Regions from separate parts of the Mus musculus genome. Here region 2 is linked to region 1. Evidence: chromatin contacts called from public Hi-C data. All regions are on one chromosome and are shown on one strand. The core of a region is the stretch at or near the end of the contact, and the rest is flanking DNA. Distances in the headings are between cores, read along the strand shown. Region 1 overlaps Thada (thyroid adenoma associated). Region 2 overlaps Thada (thyroid adenoma associated).

Region 1 (7,256 bases), core at 1,204-3,703:
AGAGATGCCCACTTGGCATTGCCACCAGAAGAGTGGTCCAGTTGCTCTGTGTTCTAGCCAACACTTGACATCAGCGTCGGCAGCTGCATCGTTGCAGTGAGTGTATGTAGCTCTCCTGGCGTGAGGTTACATGAAGTTCCCTGGTTAGATTGTCTTTCCGTGTGCAGTATTTGCCATCTCAACAAAGTATCCATTCAACATTTTACATAGCTCTATAAACTGATGTTTGCCTTATCATTGAGCTGTAAGTTCTCTTGGAGGGGGGGCAAGCAGACAGACAGACAGACAGAGAGAACATGTATGTGCCCTCAGGCATGTGAAGAGGACAGCCTGTGAGAATCAGTTTTTGTTTCCACCATGTGGGTTGTGGGACTCTTGACTCCGATGATCAGCTTCGCTCAAGTGCCTTTACCCACCTATTCATCTGGTAGGCCTGTGGTTTTGTTTCTTATGCTGTGTGTGAGTTTATAAAGATAAACATTTGGTGGATAGTTTTTTCCTATCTTTGACTTACATTTTCATTTTCTTAACAGTGTTTTTCAAGAGCAGTCATTCTTTTTTTTTTTCTAAGATTTATTATGTATATATAGCACTCTGCCTGCATGTATGCCTGCAAGCCAGAAGAGGGCACCAGAGCTCACTATAGATTGTTATGAGGCACCATGTGGTTGCTGGGAATTGAACTCTGAACCTTTGGAAGAGCACCCAGTGCTCTTTTTTTTGGGGGGGGGGGGGGTTTCAAGTCAGGGTCTCTCTTTACAGCCCTGGCTGTCCTGGAACTCACTTTGTAGACCGGGCTGGCCTCGAACTCAGAAATCCGCCTGCCTCTGCCTCCCGAGTGCTGGGATTCAAGGCGTGCGCCACCACCGCCCGCCCAGCATATCCAGTGCTCTTAACCTCTGAGCCCTCTCTCTGGCCCATCATTCTTAATTTTAATGAAGTCCAATTGATTGTTTTCTTTTCTCTTTCTTTCTCTCACTCACTTCCTCCCTCCCTCTCTTCCCTTATTTATGTGGAATGACTTTAGCTTTTTTGTTCTGTTTTAATCAGGGTTTCCTTGTATAGCCTAGGCTGGCTTAGAACTCATAGTGTAGTCCAAGCTAGATTTGAACTATCATCCTATCTTCTCCAGAATGCTGGGATAGTAGGTCTACACTATTTTTTTTCTTTTTTTTTTTTAATTGGATATTTTCTTCATTTACATTTCAAATGTTATCCCAAAAGTCCCCTATACTCTCCCCCAACCCCCGCCCTGCTCCCCTACCCACTCATTCACACTTCTTGGCCCTGGCTTTCCCCTGTACTGGGGCATATAAAGTTTGCTAGACAAAGGGGCCTCTCTTCCCAATGATGGCTGACTAGGCCATCTTCTGCTACATATGCAGCTAGAGACACGAGTTCTGGGGGTACTGATTAATTCATATTGTTGTTCCACCTATAGGGTTGTAGACCCCTTCAGCTTTTGGGTACTTTCTCTAGCTCCTACATTGGGGGCCCTGTGTTCCATCCTATAGATGACTGTGAGCATCCACTTCTGTATTTGCCAGGCACTGGCAAAGCCTCACAGGAGCCAGCTATATCAGGGTCCTTTCAGCAAAATCTTGCTGGCTTATGCAATAGTGTCTGCATTTGGTGACTGATTATGGGATGGGTCCCCGGGTGGGGCAGTCTCTGGATGGTCCATCCTTTCGTCTTTGTCTCTTCAACTCCTTCCATGGATATTTTATTCCCTATTCTAGGGAGGAATGAAGTATTCACACGTTGGTCTTCCTTCTTGATTTTCTTGTGTTTTGGAAGTTGTATCTTGGGTATAGGTCTACAGTATTACCCATAGATGTTTCCTGCTTTGTGTGTGTGTGTGTGTGTGTGTGTGTGTGTGTGGGCGCCCTAGTTAAGTCCTTGTTATCTCAAGGTCACAAAGATATTCTTTCATACTTTTTTCTAAAGCTTAGTGAGGTTGTATTTGATGGATTCATTGGTTGGTTGGTTGGCTGGCTGGCTGGCTGTTGGTTAGTTGGCTGGTTGGTTGATTGGCTGTTGGCTGGCTGGTTGGTTAATGATCAGCCCAGGGCCTTGGACCTGCTAGGCAAGCACTCATACACAACTACTGAGCTGCATCCTGAGATCTAAAGCTTTATGGCTCTAGATTTTATATATGTGCATGACCTACATCTATGTAACTCCTATGTATGATGTAAGATAAATGTCTCATATGATTATCAATTGTTCTACCACCATTGTTTCTTTGACTTTTTTTTTTTTTTTTTTTTTGTACCTTGCCCACTTCCTCCCCTTTCAGGGGTTCTTGTCACATGTGTTAGGTCACCTGAAGGTTTCCTATAGCCACCCCACGTTTTAGGCTTTTTCTTTGTTCTTTAATGTGTGTTCCATTTTTCACAGCTTCTATCTCTGTGTCTTCAGATTAACTATTAACTAGTCTTTTCTGTTGTGCTCTCTCATCTGCTGTGAATTCTGTCCACTATGTCTTTATTTTAGACATTGGACTGTTTATCTCTAGAAGTTTCATTTTGATCTTTTTCAACTTCTTTGAACCATCATCCTACCTTCCCCAGAGTGCTGGGATAATAGATCTGTACAACATAGGAGTCTGGAAGTTAATTGACAGCAAAGAAGGGAGGCTATCACGTGGAGAAAGAGCCTCTGCGCTGATGTTTGGGTGTCTCAACCCATTTTCTGCTGCTAGAAACATCACAGAAAGGCTAACTTACAAAGAAAATAGATTTCTTTGGCTCACCAGTCTAGAAGTGAAAGAACTTGACATCAGCATCTACCTGGCATTGTCGAGGGCGTCCAGTAGTGACGTCCATGGCAGAGGGCAGCAGTGTGGAGAGCATCCTGGCTCAGACGTCTCTCCTCTTTTTATAAAGCCACTGTTCTGGATCAGGGCCTCAGTCTTGAATTTTCACTGATGTCTGTCAGCACCCAGTGTGTAAATTCCCACCCTTTTACTGCCTCGTCTGGGGTTGTGGTGGGCACATTAAATACAACAGGAATCCTGGTGCCCTTCCTCCTTGGCTCACCTCCTGTTGCTTACCTGGAAGAAGTTCCTTAACTCCTCCCTCCATGGTGGACTTCTGCAACCCAGCCAGATTCTGCTGGGCTCGCCTGCTGGGAGCCCTCCCTGCACTCCTCCTCTTGTAGTGTGTCTGCAATCCAGTAGTTCCAGAGGCCTCTTTGCTCTTAGATTCTTTTTCTTTTCTTTTTGCAATTTATTCATTTTATGTATGAGTACACTGTAGCTGTTTTGAGGCACACCAGAAGAGGGCATCAGATCTCATTACAGCAACCATGTGGTTGCTGGGAATTGAACTTGGGACCTCTGGAAAGGGCAGTCAGTGCTCTTAACTGCTGAGCAGTTGCTCCAGCCTCCAGATTCTGTTTCTTAAGTACATACTTTAGAGCTCAGGCAGAGTCTCAGGACTGTCTTTTATCACTGACAAGGACTGAGATTGCTTGGTCCCAGTCCCTCTCGATGCTGGTAAGGCAACAGAAATCGACCAAGGTACTAAAAAGAGCCTGTCTATCCAGGTGTGGTCCTCAGAGTGCTTTCATGGTGTCTCCTGTTGCCTGGAAACATCAGAGAGGCCTAAAATCCTTTGTGGGAAATAGGTCAATCAAAGGGTGGCAGGTGCTAGGGTTTATGGTGGTGCAAATCCCCTCCAAATCTTGCACTGTGGTGCAGTTCTTTGAAGAAGCAGAAGCAGACTATGTTGGGAAATAACTGCATGTTTGTGTCTTTAGTTCGTCCTGTGTTTATCTGCAGTGTTTCCTGATTGGCTCCCTGTGTTGGGTAAAGGCTGCTGGGATGGAACTGGAGGGAAGTAGTTAGAAATTGTAGTCCCCCCCCCATGCACTCATCCCTTCCCTTCTGTAATCTTCTGATTCACAAGTTAGAAGGGCTGAGCTCACAGCTTATGGCTTAAGAAGGTGTTCTTCAAATAGTATACTTAAAAGACATCCTCAGTCCGTCCCCACCAGCACATTAAGGATTCTTTGCTTAAACACACCTGCCCCTGAGCTAGCCTGGTGCATAGGCCTGTAATGCGAGCACTTGAAATGCAAGCAAGAGGGGCTGAAGTTCAGGGCCATCCTCAGCTACATAGTGAGTTCCATGCCAGCCTAAAACTGATATTTGGGAGGATGAGGGAGAGATGCATGATTCTCATAACGTTCTGACAACCAGAGTTTCCTGGTTAGAGTAACTACTGCTGCGATGGAACACTGTAAGCAAAAGCAGCTTGGGAGGAAAGGGTTTATCCGGCTCACTCTTCTACATAATAGTCCATCATTGAAGACAGTTGAGAGAAACTTAAGACAGGGCAGGAACAGAGGCAGGAGCTGATGCAGAGGCCACGGAGGGATACTGCTTACTGGCTTGCTCTCCATGGCTTGCTCAGCCTCCTTTCTTATAGAACCCAGGACTACCAGCCTAGGGATGGCACCACCCACAATAGGTTGGGCTCTCCCCTATCAATTACTAATTAAGAGAATGCCCTACAGGCTTGCCTACAGTCAGATTTCCTTAACTGAGGTTTTCCTTAACTGAGGTTCCCTTCTCTCAGATGACTTTAGCTTGTGTCAAGTTGACATAAAACTGTCCAGCACACAGGGGAAAGTGATGGACACCTCTTTGAAGGGTGTCAGAGAACCAGGAACAAATCTGACAAGAAAGAGCAGGCCAAGACCAGCTCAGAGAAGACCTGTTTCCAGGGCCTCTCCCAGCTTCTCCATGTTTGTAACTGGAAGGGCCTCTGGGGTCAGGATCACAGCTTTACTGGGAGAGGCGTTGGATTAAACAGAAGAATGGAATTTCCCTTTGATAAGGAAAAGCCAAAAATTAATAAATCAGCTGATTTTGTTGTTGTAGTTCCTATGGTTTCCTTTTCTGTACAAGTATTTTTTTTACTGAGAAATTACATAACAAGACATTAACATTTGCAGAGTACAAATTATCAGCTGATTATTTTTAGACCCAGTTCAGATAAGAACTTCACTTGGCTCGGTTGTAGCTCTCACTGACCTGGGAGAAGGTGGGACACCCCACTGCACATCGAGACTTTCTTAGCCCCTCCTTTAAGGAATGCTGGGTGAAAGTTTAGGACTACTGTATCTGCTCACTTGGCAGGAGAGGGTCCTGTGTATCCCAGGATGCCGTGTACCCACTCTGTAGCCAAGTGACACGAGCACTTGATCCTCCTACCTCCACCGCTTCAGTGCTGGGATGACAGGAGTACAGGACCTAGAGTATGTGGACTGGGAATCCAACTCAGGAACTTACACATGGCAGGCAAACACCCTAACAACCAAGCCATATCCCCAGCCAATCTGCAAACTTGTATTGGCCTAGCCGCATGAGAGAATTCAGAGCTTTGCAGAAGACAGATTCAGTTTGAGGTGAGGGAGCAGCACACAGGGTCAAGTGGAATAAGAGCCTCTGAAGTTCAGTGGCAGGGAGCCTCAAAGGAATATAGTAAGTCTCCTTGGGATTTGCTCATAGCCGCTCCACACATGCTGCTCTTACAGAAGACCTGAGTGTGGTTCCTCGCACCCTCCTCTGGCAGTGCACTGTGTCTTTAACTCCAGCTCTGTGGACCTGGTGCCCACTTTTAGCCTCCTTGGACACAGACAGATACACATATGCACATCACTTAAAATAAAAACACCTTTCTTAAATTGGTAACTTAAAACTGACTGCTCTATTACTTAGGACTTGATTTTATATTTTTGAGATTAAGTCTCATTGTGCTAGCCTTGAACTCTCAGGGATCCTTCTGCCTCTGCCTTCAAAGTGCTAGGATTACAGGCATGAGCCACCAAACCCAATAATATGTTTCTCCAATGAGAAAGGTCATAGTACAGCAGGAGGTAGTTCCTTCCGTATGAATCCAGCCATTAAGTCATTATCTTAAAGACCAGAAATACGCTTTGCTTAGAAGAACAAACAAAAGCCATATCTGAAGATGAGCACACATCGAGTGTGAGACTCAGTAACACAGTCCTGAGTGACTGCGCTGACCATACTGGGACATGTGAACACTTCCCAACAGGGAAGACTGGAAATGTCTATGCAAAATAGGATTGCCAAAGCCATCTGACCCTCATACAAATACAGTGGGGCCAATCAAACAAGGACTTGGTCCTTTCAGTGAGACCATGGCTTCCTGAGGCAAAACCCAATCAAGTTTGAGATGACAAACAGAAAAGTTAGTTTAAAAATTACTGCCCGCTAGAGAAAGCTGTTAAGCTTCATACCAGAAAGCTACTGTCAGGTTCTGTGCCCTGCTTATAAAAGGCACCCATTAAAAACAAAAATGTAAGTACCGTATGTTGAAATAGACTGCATTTGCTACCCCAAGACATACTTTGTCAGAGAGATCCTGTTGGGAAACCTTGTGGTGAGTGCTGTAGTGGGTGTGGAAGCACCAACGGTAGCTGTCAGTCCCAGATGTGCACCAGAGTGACCTGGGTCACTTTAAAGCTAGACATGCTTTGCGAAAGTTCCCCAATGAGTTTCCCATGCTCCCTGGGCTGAGAACCACTGTAGGGAAGGAATGCTGTGTTATCTCTGCAGTTGTTCATAATAAAAAATTGTGTACTCCTCCCTCCAGCCTCTTGTTCCTCCTAGAGGCCCCCTCACTGGTCACTAGGTTCTGATGCACAGAGGGGAGGGTGGGACCTCCAAGAAGTAGAGGCTGGTCTTGTTAATTCTCTGCTACATCTAAGACTTAAAAGAGCCCAAGAACTGTATGTGGTGAGCATCTACACTGTGGAAGGCCCCTCTGTATGCCTGCCCTGCCTGCCCTGCCTGCCCTGCCCTGCCCTGCCCTGCCCTGCCTGCCTGCCCTGCCTGCCTGCATGCCCTGCCTGCCTGTCTGCCCTGCCTGTCTGCCCTGCCTGCCTGCCCTGCCTGCCCTGCCTGCCTGCCCTCCTTGCCTGCCTGCATGCCCTGCCTGCCCTGCCTGCCTGCCCTGCCCTGCCTGCCTGCCCTCCTTGCCTGCCTGCCTGCCCTCCTTGCCTGCCTGCCTGCCCTGCCTGCCTGCCCTGCCCTGCCCTGCCCTGCCCCGCCCTGCCCCGCCCTGCCTGCCTCTCTGCCCTGCCCTCCCTGCCCTGCCTGCCTCTCTGCCCTGCCTCTCTGCCTTGCCCTGCCTGCCTGCCCTACCCTGCCTGCCCTACCCTGCCTGCCCTGCCTGCCTGCCTGCCCTGCCCTGCCCTGCCCTGCCCCGCCCTGCCCCGCC
Region 2 (7,256 bases), core at 3,398-5,897, 67 kb before region 1:
TCTTATAATCTGTGTTGTCTTCAAAACCTCTCTCAGCTTTACAGTCTCACTCAGCAAAATGGTGTGGCCTCTCAGGAGCTAAGTGTTTACAATGTTAGGAAGCCCTCAGCTGCCTGCCTTCCCTGTGCTCTGCAAAGCATCACAAAATGCCACTTGTCTCTGGCTGTCCCTTGCTTACTTCCCACTCTTTGCCTGAGCCAGCCCAGTGGTGAGGATATGGAGCCTTGGGGTTCATGTCTTGCCCTCTTAGAAGTAATGTTGCCTGCCATTTGTCATGCTCCTCAGTGTGGCCTCCCATCATCCTGTCAGTTCTTTAGCCTTAATGTCAGTACCTGAGTCATCCAGAAACATCTGCGTGTCTCCTGAGCCTTCCTGCCCTTGCTTTATGTTCTACTATTGTTCTTGGCTCTGGCACCAACTAGAACCATGCTTTCCTGCCTCTCTGTCTTTCTCTTCTCCCTCTTGTAGCCACAACACTAAAATCACTTGGTTACCGTTCTCTCTGCACTTGAGCCTTGGTTTTGCTTCTTGTTTCAAATGTGCATCTCATCTTTCCAGACAGCATACAGGCTGCCCAGAGATAGTCTTGCTGTTGACGACACGTAACACAGCACTTTCTGCTTTTCATAGGCGTCCGGGTAATATTTGTTCATCATTGAGAATCAAGTCAGTTTTGCTATCACCTGTTATCTTTTTTCCCTGTGATAGAATTATATATGCTAGTGTTATTTTTAGCAAAAGCAATGTAAACTATGAAACTTATACAAATACAAAGAAAAGCATCATTTGAATAAAGAAAATATATGAACAATCATTCCAAATGAGGTATTGGTCCTGTAAATAAACATATGCAAGATACAGATGTTCTAGCAAGCATTGAATCATATTATGTTTTATTCCTACCCAGGTGTGGTCGCTCACCTATTTACCGCTCCCGGGAAATGGCAGCTCGTGCGTTGGTCCCCTTCATTATGATAGACCAAATACCGAGTACCCTCTGTGCTCTACTGAACTCACTCCCCAACAGCACTGACCAGTGTTTCCGACAAAACCACATTCATGGGACACTTCTGCAAGTAAGTACAACAGCTCTGTGTGACTTCCATAGAGCACCACAAGATGAACTTCTGATTCTTGTGTGTTCTTAGCACGTGAACACTTGATACATAGGCTTTTAAGTTTATCTGTATAACTTATTTATTTCTACTTCTTAACAGCTATATACCTCTCAAATATTACTTCTTGCACCTCAAGTATGAACATACACTGATTTGGCAGATTATCCTGTGCACTAAACTCTGCAACATGCTTTTTCATCAAGTATTCCTATAGAACATTCTGGTCATTCCGTACCCAACGTTGTGACAGTTTGAATGAGAAATGTTACCCAGAGTCTCAGGTATTCAAATGCCTGCTCCTCAGTTGGTGGCACTGTTTGGGAAGGTTGACTCACACCATTTCCAGTTTACCCTCTCTGCTTCCCACTTGTGGTTCAAGATATAAATCGTCAACGTCTGTTCCTGCCTTCTGATGCCTTCATTTTGCCATCAAGGACTCTTAACTCTCTGGAACCATCAGCTCACATAAACTCTTCTAGTCATTGCCTTGGTCATAGTATTTTATCAAAGCAATAGAAAACCAAGCCTTCAGGCTGGCTTTTGTTTTAACTAAATACGGGATTTTATTGTTCTTTTTACTTAAGAATAAGAATGAGAACTAATTGGAACTGTCCTATTAAAAAAGACCCAGTAACCTGGTAATGGGTAGTGTTGGTAAGATCCGCTGATCACATGGCTGTGGGGATATTCACCTTGGATGGATGGGAACGGATTTAGATTCCATATCATGCTGCTTGATTAGAAGCAGAATGAGAGTTGGCCCTGAGCTCCCAGGACATACTGTAAACCTGAAGTCTACACTACTGCCATGGGGGACTGTGTGAAATGGTTCACAGTGTGCAATTCCAGAGATGGACTGCCTGGTTCTGTATCAGATATGCACCCTGACCCATGATATAAACAAACATATGCCCGAAGGTGAAACGTAAGGTAGATCTGTGGTTTCGTCTTCATGGCTTGGTTGTTTATATATTCAGTAAAGATTTATTGAATACCTACTATATGCTATTGTGTCATCGTCAGAACAGTAAGTCTGACAACATCAAGACCAGAAAGTAGACAGTCCCAATGGAGCGTGCTAGGTGACGGGTGACACATGGCAGGGCCATCAGTTTAAAGTGGAGAAATCAGGGCCAGCACCACAGGGCAGGTAGCAGTTAACAGAGGCTGACAGTAGTTAATCAGGCATGGGGAAGGAGTTTCTTAGGCAGAGAACATGGTAGTATAAGGTGGAGGGGAAGGTGCCAGCCTGGGAACAGGAAGTTGTGGGTCAGACCAAAGTGCCACCTCAGTGGTTCTCAGCACTTTACCCACTTGAAATTAATGAGGGTACCGAGCAGGCTTTACCTTTCAGTATTTACTTAGACAGTAGAAATGAGAGAATATCAAGACATAAGAACCCAAAGCCATACTCCTTTATCACCGGGGAAGACATTCTCACAATCCTTAAACGCAATAAGCTTAACTGCACATGATGAAGGAAAAGTAAAGGAAGCCACCATCTTAGCATCATTTTAAAGTAGCTTGATCCCATGGGGCTCCTAAAAAGACACACACCCACCCGCCGCCGGCTCTCAGTTCAGAACTGAGTGGGCCTCAGATCCTTTGTGCTTTACAGCTTTCTGTAATTGCTTTTGTTGGGAGGCGAGAAGTGTTGGAGTTCAGAGATGTACTCCCAGGCACCTAGGTGGCCGTCAGAGGGCAGCCCCAGAGGTCAGTCCTCACCTTCTTCCTTGTTTGAGAGGCTCTCTGCTCTGTACACCAGGGTGCTGGCCTGCAAGCTTTCAGGGGTTCTTCCCTTCGGGTTGTACCTCCGGATTTTTACCTTTGGACTGGGTATTCATTTTAGGTCCTCATCTTGTATGGCAAGTATTTTACCCACAGTACCATATCTCCCATCTCATGTGGTTCTTATTATAAAGCCTTAAGCATTTAGAGCCTTTGGGTCCTCTCTTCATTCCTATGTTAAAGAGAAGAAGCACAGGTTATCCTAGCCTTGGAAACAGGCCATAAAGGCCCAAAGATCATCATTGGTTTAAATAAAACAAGTTAGGTTTCTTTCTGTCGGTCTATCTGCCTTTCTTTCTTGCTTTCTTTTTTTCATTTTGTTTCTTTTCTTTCTTTTTCTTTTTCTTCCTTCCTTCCTTCCTTGCTTTCTTGCTTTCTTTTTTGTAACAAAAAACAATCTCATAGCATTTATTGTCTCCTGATAATAACACAAGGACTTCTAAAAAATATTAATAAATCTTTCAGACTGTGCTAGCAGAAAACACCTTTAAAACCACTGTACTGCTTTCTCAATTTCTCCCATGCTTGACCATTTCTAGTTGGAAACACTTTCTTCTATATCATTTAGTACAAGGTTCATGTACTCGTCAAAGCCAGTAGCACAACCCTCTGTCAGCACACTGACTTGCGCACAGAGCCACACCTGAATCAAAGACCTATTTTGCAACTTTCTGAAGATCAGGTTGATGGGGCCGTACTGCCACCTTCTGTACCTCATGGCCCTGGTCAAGATACACTGGTGGGAGTCACAGGGACCACCACAAGAGTAGAAAGGTTGCCTCAGAAATCCCAAGTCAGAGCTGTTGGCCCCCAACTCTGCTGCTGTTTCAAAGGAAACAGACTAGTGACAAGGAAAAGAGCAAAACTGAGTCTTGAAAATGTACACTGTGGGAGTTAGAGTGCCCACAACATGAAAGGTTACAGCCATGCTGCTGGCTGGGTTCTTTCAGCAGTGTAGGTAAGTGGGGCCATTCCTTCCTTTCTCCGCTTGTGCTGGTGGGCCGCTTAGGTGCCTCCTCCATGGCGGGCCCTGGCTGTTGCACCAAAGTGCAAGAAAGGCTTACTGGGGGAGGGAGTCACAGTGTGGGGGCTGGGTGTTCACTGTGTGGTTGGACAGACCTTGTAGTTCCTAAGGCTACTTCACCTGGTGGGAAAGGAGTCAAAGGTGCTCGGGTCCTTGGGTCTGCAGTGCTGTCAGTGAGCATCTAAAGGGTGGAGACAGGCAGGGAGGAGTCTTCCTTGGTAGATTCTTTACAGAGAGCTGCCTTTGAAGCCAGCAAATACTTGCCTTTGGAAAAGAGATGCTAAGAGCCTGAAAGGAGTGATACTCTCCACGGGACCTTCAGAGCCAGCTAAGTAAACACAAAACTCTTCGGTTTTCGAGAGCAGGAAATCATTTTGTAATCAGAAAACAAATTCTTTCAGAGAATATTTTCTTGAATTATACATTGACTTCTTTGAAGATGTTTACATAAACATATCACACCCCAGAGTGTTTCTTCAGTATACCTTAAAGACAAAAATGTGCTGACCCTTGAGTTTCTGGCTCTGGGAAAGATTCAAATTATAGGGTGTGCATAACTGGGACTTGTGAGTTCCTTTCCTGATCATCCAGAGCCAGAGGCTCAGCGTGACAGTGCTGAGGTGGGTGGAAGTGATGCATGCTGGGAAGGTGAGATATAGTTCAGCAGGTTCTGAAGAGCCCAAGGTAACCACAGGAAGTCTCAGTGGAGGCAGCAGAGCCATGGAGCTTACAGTGATCACTCAGAGCAACACTGGCAGGTCCACCCCTCTGTGAAGTAGAGTGAACTGTTTTACTGCCACAGCTCTTCATGTTAGGAACTTAATGTTATTACTAGGTCACTTGCCCCTCCTAAGAGCTGGCAGTGCCATTCAGAAAGTTCTCTTGTTGAGACCAAGTTTGGCCAACAACTCCAAGGAAAGCTTTGTTCTGATTCTTACGTATTTAACTAACATTTTGATATTTCATAAAGAAGTGTACAGCATCTGAGGGGAGAGTTTGAATTTTGGGTTTGTTCATCCACCACGTCTTTTACTCAAGTTTCTGATGGTATAATATCAAATATAAAAGGTAAAAGAAAGCTTGTTCATAAAGCTCGCAGTTAGATGGAGCTTGTTGGGCGTGAGAAAACCATTTGTGTATTTATTTGAATGGTCTAGACAAGTTTTGTCTTCAATCTAAACAATCACTCTGGTGCCACCGCACCTCGGTGTGAGAGACAAGCAAGCTGCGCTTCCCTAGTAATTGACATCAACTTTGCTTTTCTGTTCAGTTCTTTTTTTCTCCCCGATTTGGAGACTTGATTTCTCCATCTTGAGAATTCTGAGTTCTAAGAGAAAGGGAAAGAGAGAGAGATGTCTTTCCTATCCATGGAGCTCAGAGGCGGGGCTGCCTGCTTGTACAGTACAGTGTATTAACCATACATAGATGACTTTGGATGGCCTAGGACGTCAGCCTAGTTTACCATGGAAGTAAAGGTAACCTTTGATTTTATTCATGCTCAAGCATTCAAGCCTGCAAAGTAGCAAGACTAGAGCCCTTCAGTCATCCACTCCCTTCCCAGTCAAAGGGAGAGGTGTACTTCACTCTAAAGCCCATGGCTCTTTTTATAATGTGCTTCCTCCCTGCAGTTGACAAGAGTAACAGCTTTCATGACTAGGGTAGTTAAGCCAAGAGTCCATCTCTTTTCTTATGTTACCTGTTACTGGTTGATTGGTCTCCTTACATTGAGCGTGTTGTAATTGGTCAACATTGGAACAGAGTCCGCCAGCGTTAGAGATTGTGTGGATCGTTACTAAAGGTCAGGGACTAACATGGAAAAGACTCATCGGACCTTCCCTGCCTCCACTCCTCTCTCTCCCCCTTCTCTTTGTTTTTCTGCATAAGTCTCCTTGCTGGAACACCAGGGTTTTCTCCAACTGCTCAGTCACAGTGCTCACACCCTCTCTTCCTGAGCCTTGGACTTGAGCAGTTCTGGATCTAGGAAGTGGTGAGGCTGCAAGGACATGGTGACGACTGAGTTTAACTCAGCAAACACAGTGTGCCTGCCCTGCTCTAGAGGTGCTGGAAGTCAGGGGAGTAGTTTGCCCCGTGGGGTTTTTTCTCCCAATGTTGAGGGGCTGGGGTTTGAGGTCCAAAGCACACTAAGCTCTCTGTGGGCAGGGGCAGCGGGGTGAGTAAAGCTGGGGTGAAAAACAGACAGCCAGATGACTGTGGACTTGAAAGAAGAAAAAAATGAGGTGGTCTCTGCTTGAGTCAGGATCTCGCAAAGATGGGAGCAGCGGAGTGGGACTGGGTCATCAAGAACAGCTTGAGAACTGAAGGCACAGGGTGATCGCGAATGGCTCTCTAGAAAAGGAAAGCAGAAACCTAGGGAGCAGTAAAGGTGAACCAGTTTGCCTAAGTGTGTAACGCAGCTGCTGGTCAGGGGCTGGGACCAGACACCATCCTTCATTGCTTTCCCTAGACCCCGGCAATAGAAGGAAGGAAAAAGTCCAGGAGACAGACAGCTTTGCCCGAGTACTTACAATTAAATATAATTTAAGAGTTATTTCCATCTTTTAAAAGCATGCGCATTGTAGTCATTCTTTGCTTTAAGAATTTTAATATATTTTCTTATTTCCATATTTCTCAACAGTACAAAATTGTGAAATATAAAATGTTCAAGTTGTCCAGAAATGGCACAGTACTTGACAGGTCCTGTTTGATGATCTGTGTTCGTTGTTGATGATTTTATGCTCAGAAAGTACAATTTCAGACGGAAAAACAAAAGCCTGAAGTGATGGTGACTTCAAAGCTGAGTGGATTACTTGTCTGTGTGGTTTGTTTCCAGACCGACTCAGACATTACTGGAAACACTCTTATTTGTGACTGGTAGTCAGGTTTGCTCTTCCCTCTTGTGGACCTGTGGTCCCTGGAAAGGAGAATCTGCATCTGACAAAGTTGCTCCCCAGTCTGGGAAGGGCTGTGGCCAAGTTTCTCCCATGGTGTGATTGTAATGTGTCAACATCTCTGCAGAGCCTGCAGTTCTCAGACAGCAGGAGTATGGCAGGGAGAGCTGGAGACTGCGGGCAGGCACCAAGCTGGGAGGAGAGGCATCTCTGTTAACGCAGGGGCAGCAGAGCAGTGACTTACTATTGCCTTGATATGAACAGCACTGGGGGGGGGGGGGGGGGGCACTGGGCTCTTCTTAAAAGTTAAAGAAAGACCTAGACCTTGTTAAAATGTACGTTGGCAATATATATTCACTTTTAATTAAAATCCTACTTCCAGGGATAAATTAATCCTTTCCTTATAAACATTCAAAAGCTTTTGTTTGGTGTGTGTTA

Evidence for each region. Hi-C and Micro-C count contacts between places; a contact is called where the count stands out from the background.
Region 2: a contact with region 1 is called in a Hi-C map of CD8 T cells, with 1.8 times the contacts expected there. The contact joins two enhancer-like sites. A contact is called at or near these places in 6 of 484 Hi-C or Micro-C datasets (CD4 T cells, CD8 T cells, bone marrow-derived macrophages and 2 more), 3 of 115 datasets of contacts at active chromatin or transcription factors (CD8 T cells, effector CD8 T cells and regulatory T cells) and 3 of 9 other capture datasets (adipose tissue, liver and pancreatic islet).

Annotation. Positions count from the first base shown.
Region 1 is chr17:84,234,903-84,242,158 of GRCm38.p6, reverse strand. The region is part of intron 31 of Thada (thyroid adenoma associated); the gene reads left to right. Among named protein-coding and RNA genes, the nearest start is that of Gm36279, 46 kb to the right of the region's middle. Within about 2 kb of position 2,453, at least 27 of the 459 cell types and tissues checked have an H3K27ac peak or open chromatin away from gene starts, as enhancers often do. A contact at or near this core is called in CD8 T cells, effector CD8 T cells and liver, where this site is marked.
Region 2 is chr17:84,303,707-84,310,962 of GRCm38.p6, reverse strand. Thada (thyroid adenoma associated) reads left to right here. Exons shown (of 38, transcript NM_183021.3): 29 at 908-1,076. Among named protein-coding and RNA genes, the nearest start is that of Gm24492, 20 kb to the right of the region's middle. Within about 2 kb of position 4,647, at least 48 of the 459 cell types and tissues checked have an H3K27ac peak or open chromatin away from gene starts, as enhancers often do. A contact at or near this core is called in CD8 T cells, effector CD8 T cells and liver, where this site is marked.